Regions from separate parts of the Anas platyrhynchos genome. Here region 2 is linked to region 1. The links are chromatin contacts, called in public Hi-C maps. All regions are on one chromosome and are shown on one strand. The core of a region is the stretch at or near the end of the contact, and the rest is flanking DNA. Distances in the headings are between cores, read along the strand shown.

What was found. Hi-C and Micro-C count contacts between places; a contact is called where the count stands out from the background.
Region 2: a contact with region 1 is called in a Hi-C map of skeletal muscle, with 2.4 times the contacts expected there. The contact joins the promoter of R3HCC1 here to the promoter of C23H8orf58 in region 1. A contact is called at or near these places in 2 of 8 Hi-C or Micro-C datasets (skeletal muscle and subcutaneous adipose tissue).

Annotation. Positions count from the first base shown.
Region 1 is chr23:2,071,793-2,076,368 of IASCAAS_PekinDuck_T2T, forward strand. It overlaps C23H8orf58 (chromosome 23 C8orf58 homolog), which reads left to right and starts at 1,626. Exons shown (of 6, transcript XM_038166922.2): 1 at 1,626-1,753; 2 at 3,224-3,702; 3 at 3,789-3,926; 4 at 4,015-4,093; 5 at 4,418-4,521. The coding sequence starts at 1,705. It overlaps PDLIM2 (PDZ and LIM domain 2), which reads left to right. Exons shown (of 10, transcript XM_038166921.2): 7 at 1-83; 8 at 324-469; 9 at 568-673; 10 at 805-1,282. The coding sequence ends at 982.
Region 2 is chr23:2,236,635-2,240,947 of IASCAAS_PekinDuck_T2T, forward strand. It overlaps R3HCC1 (R3H domain and coiled-coil containing 1), which reads left to right and starts at 1,865. Exons shown (of 8, transcript XM_072027279.1): 1 at 1,865-1,910. The coding sequence starts at 1,880.

The sequences.
Region 1 (4,576 bases), core at 376-2,875:
CCCCGGCCACCGTCGCCACCGCACCCCTGGGAGCCGGGCAGGGAGCAGCGCCTGCCTTCGCCCTCCCCCGGCCCCCGCAGCAGGTACGGAGCGGGGTTTTTTGGGGGCCAGGACGGAGGCAGGAAAGCCCCCAGCCCATCTGGAGTGGGATCAAACCTCTCCGAGGGAACCCTGCAAAGAGTTAACGCACCTGCGAGGCAGGTCGGGGTGTGGGAGGATTTTTGGGCAGGCTGGGGCAGGTGCGGGCAGCGGGTGCAGCGCGGCCGATTCGGGTGCCCGGAGCCCCCCCCAGGTCCCTTCCCCACGGTGTTGTTCCCCCCCAGCCCGGGCCCCGAACCGGCCATGAGGCGCTTGGAGGAGGACTCGGAGGTGTACAAGATGCTGCAGGAGAACCGGGAGCTGCGGGCGGCCCCGCGGCAATCCAGCACCTTCCGCCTGCTGCAGGAGGCTCTGGAGGACGAGGGCGGAGGTGAGGGGCGCGGGGAGAAAACGGGGAGCTTGGGAGGTGTGGGGGGAGCTGAAAAAAGGGGTTGGCACCACCACCCTGATGGTTTCGTGTCCCCGCAGCCGGCCCTGCAGCCCCCTTCCCCAGCCGGCTCTCGCCCAGCGCCCGCAAGCCGGTGGCCGGCGTCCAGAAGCTGCACACGTGCGAGAAGTGCGGCAGCAGCATCGCGTGAGTTGGGGGGCACTAAGAGGGGTTGGAAGGAGGCAGGGACGGACAGACAGATGGAACAAGCTCGGGGGGGGACAAGTGGGGTGACCCCAAGCCGCCGCCTGCCCCCCCCCCCCCCCATTTTCCCCCAGGACGCAAGCGGTGAGGATCCAGGAGGGTCGCTACCGGCACCCGGCCTGCTACGCCTGCTCCGACTGCGGCCTCAACCTGAAGATGCGGGGACACTTCTGGGTGGGCGACGAGCTGTACTGCGAGAAGCACGCCCGCCTGCGCTACCAGGGCGCCCCCACTGCCCCCACCCCATCCTGAGCCCCCCCCCCCGCCACCCGCCCCCCCAGCATCTGCGGGGAGCAGAGGGCACCCGCGGCACCCCGGTGGCCCCGCTGCTTTGGTGCTTTTGGGTGTGCAATGAGCGGGGTCGGGTCTCAGCCTGGCTGTGCCGTGGGGTCCCTCGCTGGCACCCATGGGGACGTGGGGGACACTGGGGACATGGGGGACACGGGGACGCTTGAGCACGCAGGCACCGGAGAGGGGGCTGGCACCGCTTCGCACCCTGCCTTCGAGGAATTAAAGCAGATCTCTATATAAATATAATATATTCCTGCTCCACGCCCGTGTCCCGTCTGTGTGGGGCAGCTGGGGGGGGGACACGCCTCTCTCCGGGCCCCCCCGGGGGTTTGTCGGCGTTTTATTGCTGTTATCAGGGGCCTTTGTCCCGCCGAGGATCCCGGAGCTCTTATCTCTGCCCCTTGTGCCTGTTTGCACGGAGGGGGCTTTGCTCTCCCCGCCCCGTACCAAAACCCCAAAGCGCTCCCATAGCTGGGATGCAGCACGGGCAGGGGGCGGCCAAACTCCCCCCACCCCTCCTGGCCGCCCCCGCCCCGCCCCGGGGCCGTGCCGCCCCACAGCCCGGCCCCATAAAGAGGCCGAGGCCCCCCGTGCGCCCTGCCCCGTGCGCCCACCCCGTGCGCCCTACCCCGTGCGCCCACCCCCGGTGCGCCCTGCCCCGTGCGCCCTGCCCGGTGCCGGGGATGCTTCGGCGCCGCGGAGCTTTCAGCGTGGAGCCGCTCAGGGGGCTCGGTGAGCTTTTGGGGGGGGTCCCCGGTGTGCCGAGGTCCTGCCGGAGGGGGCCCTCGCTGAGTTATCAGTGCTGGGGAGGGGCCCTGAGGGTTCCCAGCAGCTCCAAATTATGGTGTCTGTGCTGGGTGGGTGTTCGAGGGGATCTGACAGCACTAATTTGTGCTGGGTGGGTGTCCTGGGGGCCCCCAGCAGCCCTAATTTGAGGTGTCTGTGCAGGCTGGGGGGGCCCCAGGGTGTTGGCTGAGCTGGGAGTTTGCCTTCAAGCCCATAGTGCTGGGGTCAAGGTCAACGCCTCCCCCACGCTGGGCGAGGTCTAGCACCCCCAGCCCATCTCTGCATCCCAAAGGACCCCTCCCACAGAGCCGGTGGCGGGGGCACGATCCCCTTTTAAAGCTTCCCAGAGGGGGGGTGCTGAGGGGCTGGGCAGGATCCGTCCCGCGGTGCCCACGCAGCGCGCCGGGAGCCCGTGGAAGTCGGGTGCGTGGGAGCGGCATTGCTGGGATGCGCGCGGGCCTCGGGGGCTGCTGAAAGGCAGGATTGTCCCCAAGGCCACCGCTGTGTCCCCAGCGCCCTGCCGAGCCCCGAGGGACCCGCGGTGAGTGGACGTGGGGCAGGAGAGAGCCCCGGGAGCGGGCGGAGAGGGCAGGGAGGTGGCGAGGTTCTCCCGGCACCCGGCTGTCTGCCTGCAGCCTTGAAGTGCCCAAATCAGGCTCTCGCCTCCCTGTCTGGGATGGGGAGGGAGCCCTAACCACCGGCCCAGCCAGTATCACCCAGCCCAGATCCCGAAAGGGAACCAGTTGGGAACCAGTCCGGTAATGAGGTGCCTCTGGATACAGGGCTCTGGCTCCGGCTGGGGCGGGTATAAAAGGCAGCGCTGGGGACGCGCGCCCGGCACTCGGCTCTCGGCGATGTGGGGTGGCTCCCGCGCCGTCTGGAAGAGGAGGTGCAGCTGCTGTGAGTGCGTGGGGGGGCTGGCCGGGGGGGTGGGCAGCTCTGCACCCCGATTTGGGTGCACAGAGGGGGGGGGAAAGAGCAGAGGCTTTGCTCCCCACCTCCCCGAGCCCTGCGCCGGGTCCCGGTGGGAAGGGAGGCGAGGGCTGAGGCTGCCGTCGTGTCCTGGGGTGCAGGGTGGTGGCTGCAGAATGCGGCCCAGCTGGGGCTGAGGATTTAGGGCGAGGAGTTGAGGTGCCTGGAGCCGTCCTGCAGCGGGGGAAGCCAGCCCTGCAGTCCAGCTGGGTGCTGATGTCGGCTGAACCCCCCCCGGTGCCACCCAGGGGCTCCCTCCGGAGAGGGGTCCCCAGGTGGCGACGTCTCCAGCAGCCTCAGGGCAGGGCACGGGGCTGGTGGCCACGATGGGAGCGGTGCTAGCCCACACCCAGCTGCGTGCACCCCTTCTGTGGGGTCAGCTGGCGCCGTGCCCTGCCTGCGGTGCCCCCCGGGGACCCCCATCCGACGCCCTCGCCCCCGCAGATGGTCCCTGGGAGACGGCAGAGAGCTGCGTGGTGCGCACGTCCGCCAGCGTCTACCGTCGGCTGCACGAGAGCCCCCGGAGCCCCCCGGCGGGGATGAGCGGCGAGGAATCGGGCTCTTGGGGCCCCCCCCAGCCTTTGCCAGCCCCGGGCAGCCCCCAGGCGAGCGGGCGGCTCCTCAAATCGGAGTCAGAGGACTCCGGGGTGGAGATGGCGAGCAACGAGAACTCGCCTTCCACCCCGCTGGGCTCCGAGAGCAGCTTCTCCCTCGACGGCTTCCAGCAGCCAGCCCATGGGGACCCTCCGAAGAGCCCCCCAGGAGGGGAGCGTGGCGCTGAGCCCCCCCGGCCCTTCCGCAGCCGCTCGGCCAGCAGGAAGCCGGGGCAGCAGCGCAGCAGGAGGCAGCGGCAGCTCAGCCGGCGCAGCACCAGCGCCGGGGACCCCCGGGAGCTCAGTGCCGAGGAGCCTGAAACAACCGGGGTGCGTGCCGGGGAGCAACGGAGGGGGGAGCAACAAGGGGGTGCCTCAGCCCCCACACATCCCTGGAGCTTTTTCTCACCCCCCAGGTGGACGCGGCGGTGCCGGGGCAGGGGCTGCGGTACCTGGAGCACATCTGCCAGATGCTGGAGCGCGTGGCGAGGCTGCAGCAGGACAACCGGCTGCTCCGGCAGCAAGCGGCGGGCGCCCGGCGCGCCGGCAGCGTGGTGAGGGTTGGGGCTGAAGGATGGGGACTTGTGGGGTTTGTGGGGTGTGAGGATGGGGTCCTCATGCCCTGCCTCTCCTCGCACACAGCCCCACAGGGAGCAGGAGCCGGCCACGTGGAGGGGTGAGAGGTTCCGGGCGCGCTCGTGCTCCGACAGCCATGCGCCAGGTGAGGGAGGCAGGTGTGGGGGTGACACTGGGCTCTGTCCCCAATTTGGGGGCTCTGTCCCTGACCCTGTCTCTGTCCCCAGTGTGTGGGGTCTGTCCCTGACCCCATTTCTGTCCCTGTTTTCAGTTCTGTCCCTGACACCATCTCTGTCGGGGACAACCCATGTTGGGGACCCCATCAATGTCCCCAATGTGTGGGTTCTGTCCCCAATATACGGGTTCTGTCCCCAGTGGGTTCTCTCCCTGACCCCATCTCTGTCCCCAACGTGTGGGTTCTGTCCCCAATATATGGGTTTTTTCACCACCCCCCTCCATCCCCCCGCAGCCCCCGACCCCACACCGTGCCGCAGGAGATGGGTGCACTCCGCCAGCTCCCCCAGCCTGCTGGAGCCCTCCGAGAGCGGGTCGGGGACCCCCTCCCCAGACAAGGTAAGGGCTTTGGGGGCAGGTGGGGGGGTCCCCAGAGCCCCCCCCTCCCAATCCA
Region 2 (4,313 bases), core at 615-3,114, 170 kb after region 1:
GAGCTTGTGTCTGGCTTGCTCGGGGTAGAAATGGCAAGCGAGCAGCCCCAGCATTTCACTGTCGACTGTGACACGAGTGATTTTGGGAGCGTGTTTTGATCGGTGCTCGCTTAAACACTGCGGCAGCGAGCAGCACACCCGTGTCGCCTCGACTCCGAGACATCTTTAGCTCTCTGGCACAGCAGAAGAGCCTCCCCCCCGCTCCCTGCAAACATTAACAAAGAGAAAAATCAGCAAGTGATAATTATAGAGGAACGGTAATTATTAAATAGAGCCCAATTATCGTCAAGTTTCAGCATAATCGGTGTGGGAGGGGAGCAGAGCTTGCCGTACTTCCAAGGTCGATGCTCGGATTTCTCTGTGGAAGTGCTGATAAACCTCAGCTTCATTTGTAGCTGGTTCCCTGCATAGCAGCAAAGGTCTAAACCTGAGACAGTCTTGGGGCTTTTCAGCTCTGAGAGGACAGGGCAGCCTAACTTACAGAAGGAATTGTTCTCAGATGATGTTGTCTAGTGTTTTTTAGGAGGCCCAACGTGAATGACTTCATGTGGACGTTACTGCAGGACACGCGGTGATTTCTCCACTAAAAGCTGGGTTGTAGCACGTGTGTTGTGCTTTATTTGGGACTACATGTAATACCCAGCCAGTGAAGGTACTGTCCTGGTCTCCCTGCTTTGGAACAATTTAATAAGATCATCTTATCGTGAGGTGCTGGGCTTTAATCCATGACTTTATGTAAAGAGATTGGAGAAAATCTAGTGCTTCAGTGTACCTCGGGTATCTACGATGAGCTGCAGGGTAAACCTGCAAAAGAAACACAACAGAGACGGTGATGTGAACCTCTGATAGAGGTGGGGCTTCTTTTTTGTATGGTTACTGTCTGCTTTTAACTAGTGTGGAGTTTGGGAGTGCTGCAGGAGACCCCTTGTTCCTCTCAATCCCCTGCTCCAGCCGGCTGGGGCTCTCTCCTACCGAGGGTGCAGTGCCCCAGCTCCCTCTGACTCCACCTGCTACGTGCCAGGGCTGTTTCCTTCCTGGCATCTGCACCAGAAGATCCAAGGTGGTGACACTGAGCTAAACCAAAAGCTTCCAGGCTGTGGAACAGGCCTCTGCACATCGGGGAAATGGGTAACAGCTCCAAAAAGTTGTGTGACTTGGGCTTTGTTTGGCAAAAAGCATGCTTTGTCTAACTTTGCTTCAGAAGGGGCTTCTTTATTTTGCTGCCACGGAGATGGGGCAGAGAGCAGATGCTTCTCATCCTCTGGCACCTCAACCACAGCCTTAGGAAACCTGACTTGTGCAAGTCTCAGGTCAGCTGGGATAACACAGTTTTTGGTGCTGCCTCGCACCTGGGTGAGGGCAAATTGGGCACCTCCTGATCCAGAAACTCTTCTCCCTCTGCAATCACTCAGCCTTTCATAGCTGCACACCACCAGGGCTGTGCCTTGCGGTGCTTTTCCAGCTCCTGAGGTTTGCTAGCACCAGGAGCGAAGCGCAGTGCTGTGAGGGACAGGAGTGAGGAAAGAGGAGATGCTGCAGGTCGAGGGGAAAAAGAGAAAAAGCACCAGGGTCCAGTGACACAGGGACAGGAGGCACCGAGGCAGAACGTGAGCTAAGGCTCATTTCTCGGAGAAGAAAGCCAGACCACTAGCCTGAATTATTCCCAAGTGTCATCACCTTGCTTGTTCTCACGTCATCTGCTGGCCTGGAACACAGCCCTTTGAGGTGAGGTGGGAAGCTCTTCTTATTTAGTGTCTCCGACAGTCCTTGGAAGCCCAGACCTGTTTGGTTTTCCACCGATTGCTTTCTGCTTCTCTGAATTTTGCCCCACAGTTCCGCTGGGAAGCATCCTCCTCCTTCCACCCTGAGGTTGTGCAGCATGCTGCTACATCCCTGGCTGTATTTCAGAGGTGGGTGAAATGAATTCCTACCCGGGGCTGGTCCCGGAGCAGAAACTGGGGGTCAGGACTTCTGTGTGCTGTTGTAAGCACTGCTCCCGTCCTGCCCTGTAATCCCAGGTAAGTCATTTGGGTTTTTGGAGCTCTGGTTTTGCCATGGGTGGGATGAGAGCAGCAGAGCTGGCTCGCCCTGCAGACAGGTTGTGAAATGGGTGCTTGTGGGGCTGTCAGGATGAGCCTGGCTGTCACTGCTGAGCAGTCTAGGTAGGAGTAAAATGAATAAATAGGTGCTCTAGTCTAATGCAAGCTGGATTGTAGGATAAGATAACAAACTGGTGACTTCAGTACTCTGAGTGCCCCAATTTGCTGCTGCAGCAGCTGCTGTGGAGGTACCAGGGCCCCAACATTATCTCATTTGGTGCCTGATTATATGCAAAGAGACATCATTAACCAGGGAGAGGTGTCCAGGTCCCATCAGACGCAATTCAAGTGTCCAAAGGCACTCAGTAAACCTGGGCACATTGGGGCTAAGGGAGAAGGAATGTAAAAATCTCAATTTAAATGGAAATTGGGGGCTGCACCCCAGAGAGAAGGCACGCACAGCAGCTGGCAGCCTTCTCTGAGAGCTCAGGCAAGTGCAGGGCAGATGGACCAGCATGTTTTGGGGAGGAAAGGTCTGTTGTCCATCTCTGCTCGGGGGTAAATACCAGAGGGGTGCAAGGGGAAACCTCACCCTGCATCGAGGGCTCGGCATCCCAGGCTGGCTCTCACCTCTCAAACCCAGGCTAGGAATCATGCCGCCCTGCTTGTGTCCACCTGGGCTAGAAAGGATGCTCTGAGGCTGGGAAAAGGGCACCGTCCTGCTCTGTGCAGTCACAAAATCAAGCACATTTTATTGCAAAGGCCTGGGGCAGGCAGGAATTAAGCGTGCAGGTGGTGGCTGCGGTTGCTGCAGGAGCCTGTCTGGGTGGGTATTGTGGGGCAGGGGATGCTGCTGTCCTCAAAGTGATTTTTTTCAGGTTTAGGAGGAATGGATTTAGCAGAGAAGGGGATGATAGTGCAGGGATGGGGAACGGGGGGATGCTGGTTTATGTTGCTGCCTTGCTTGGCTTTGCTTCCAAACATCAGCTGCTCCTCATCAGGCAGAGGCCAGAGCAGGCTGCAGGTGAGAGGCAGGACGAGGAGCTCAGGGTGTTGGAAGGAGCCTGGCAGAAGCCTCTTGTGCAATCACAGGCCTGGCTTTGCCAATCTATATGGTAATTCTGGGCAATCAGCTGAGGGGGAGAGGAGGAGACATTAACCCTGAGAGGAGGATTTTGTGATGCCAAGGCAAGCCTGTTACGGGGTGTGGAGCATCTACAGGAGCTCTGGTGTGGCTCTTTACTGCTCCCCCCAAAATAAATGAGGAAAATCAGTTACTTTGAGCATATCACTAACGAATTGTGTGTTTCGTTTTCATCCACCTCTCTCCCATGCTGACCAGCAGCGATTTCTCAGCAGGGAGCAGGCAGTGCCCCTCTCTGCTCCTGCCCGGAGCAGCAGGGATGCTTTCAGTGACCTGGGGGGCCGATGACACCCCAGGGAGACACCAAATACTGCCCTGAGCTGGCCAAGGAGAGCCTTGCTGCTCTTCTGTGCAGCAGTTCTTGAAACCCTTCCTCCTGCTGCCTGCGGAAAATGGTTTCCCTAACATTTACGCATCTTCATAGCCCTTCTCTGGCCAATAATATCACATCTTTTCTGGCTCATCTTCAGCTTGCTGTCAACCACAACCCCCAGGTCCCTCTCTGTGGGGCTGCTCTCCAGCCTTTCATCCCCTACTCCGTACGTAGAGCCAGGGTTTGGGCTTAGGGCTCCAAGGATGGCGAAGGACCTAGAGGGGAGGACATATGAGGAGCAGCTGAGGTGACTTTATTCAGCCTGGAAAAGAGGAGGCTGAGGAGAGGCCTCATGGCAACCTACCGCCTCCTCATGAGGGGGAACGGAGGGGCAGGTGCTGAACTTTTCCCTCTGGGGACAGTGACAGGACCTGAGGGAACATCATGGGGCTGGGACGGGGAGGTTCAGGCTGGAAGAGGTCTTTCAGTGAGCGGGTGGTCACACACTGGGACAGGCTCCCTGGGGATGTAGTCACAGCACCATGCCTGTGGGACTTTAAATAGCATTTGGGCTGTGCCTTTAGCCGTATACTCTGAACTTTGGGGTAAAACCGCGTGGAACTAGGACTTGGCGACCTTTGCGATCCCCTCCCACCTCAGGATATTCCACAATTCCCTCATATTTCCACCGTTTCCCCACCCAGGAGCGGGACACTGGACCCCTAAACCCCTTTAGGGCCTTAAAGGGCTTCCTTGGCCCCCCTTTCCCCTCACGGAGCCCCCGCCCCGCTCCCCCCGGGCCCGGGGGCGGTGCTGC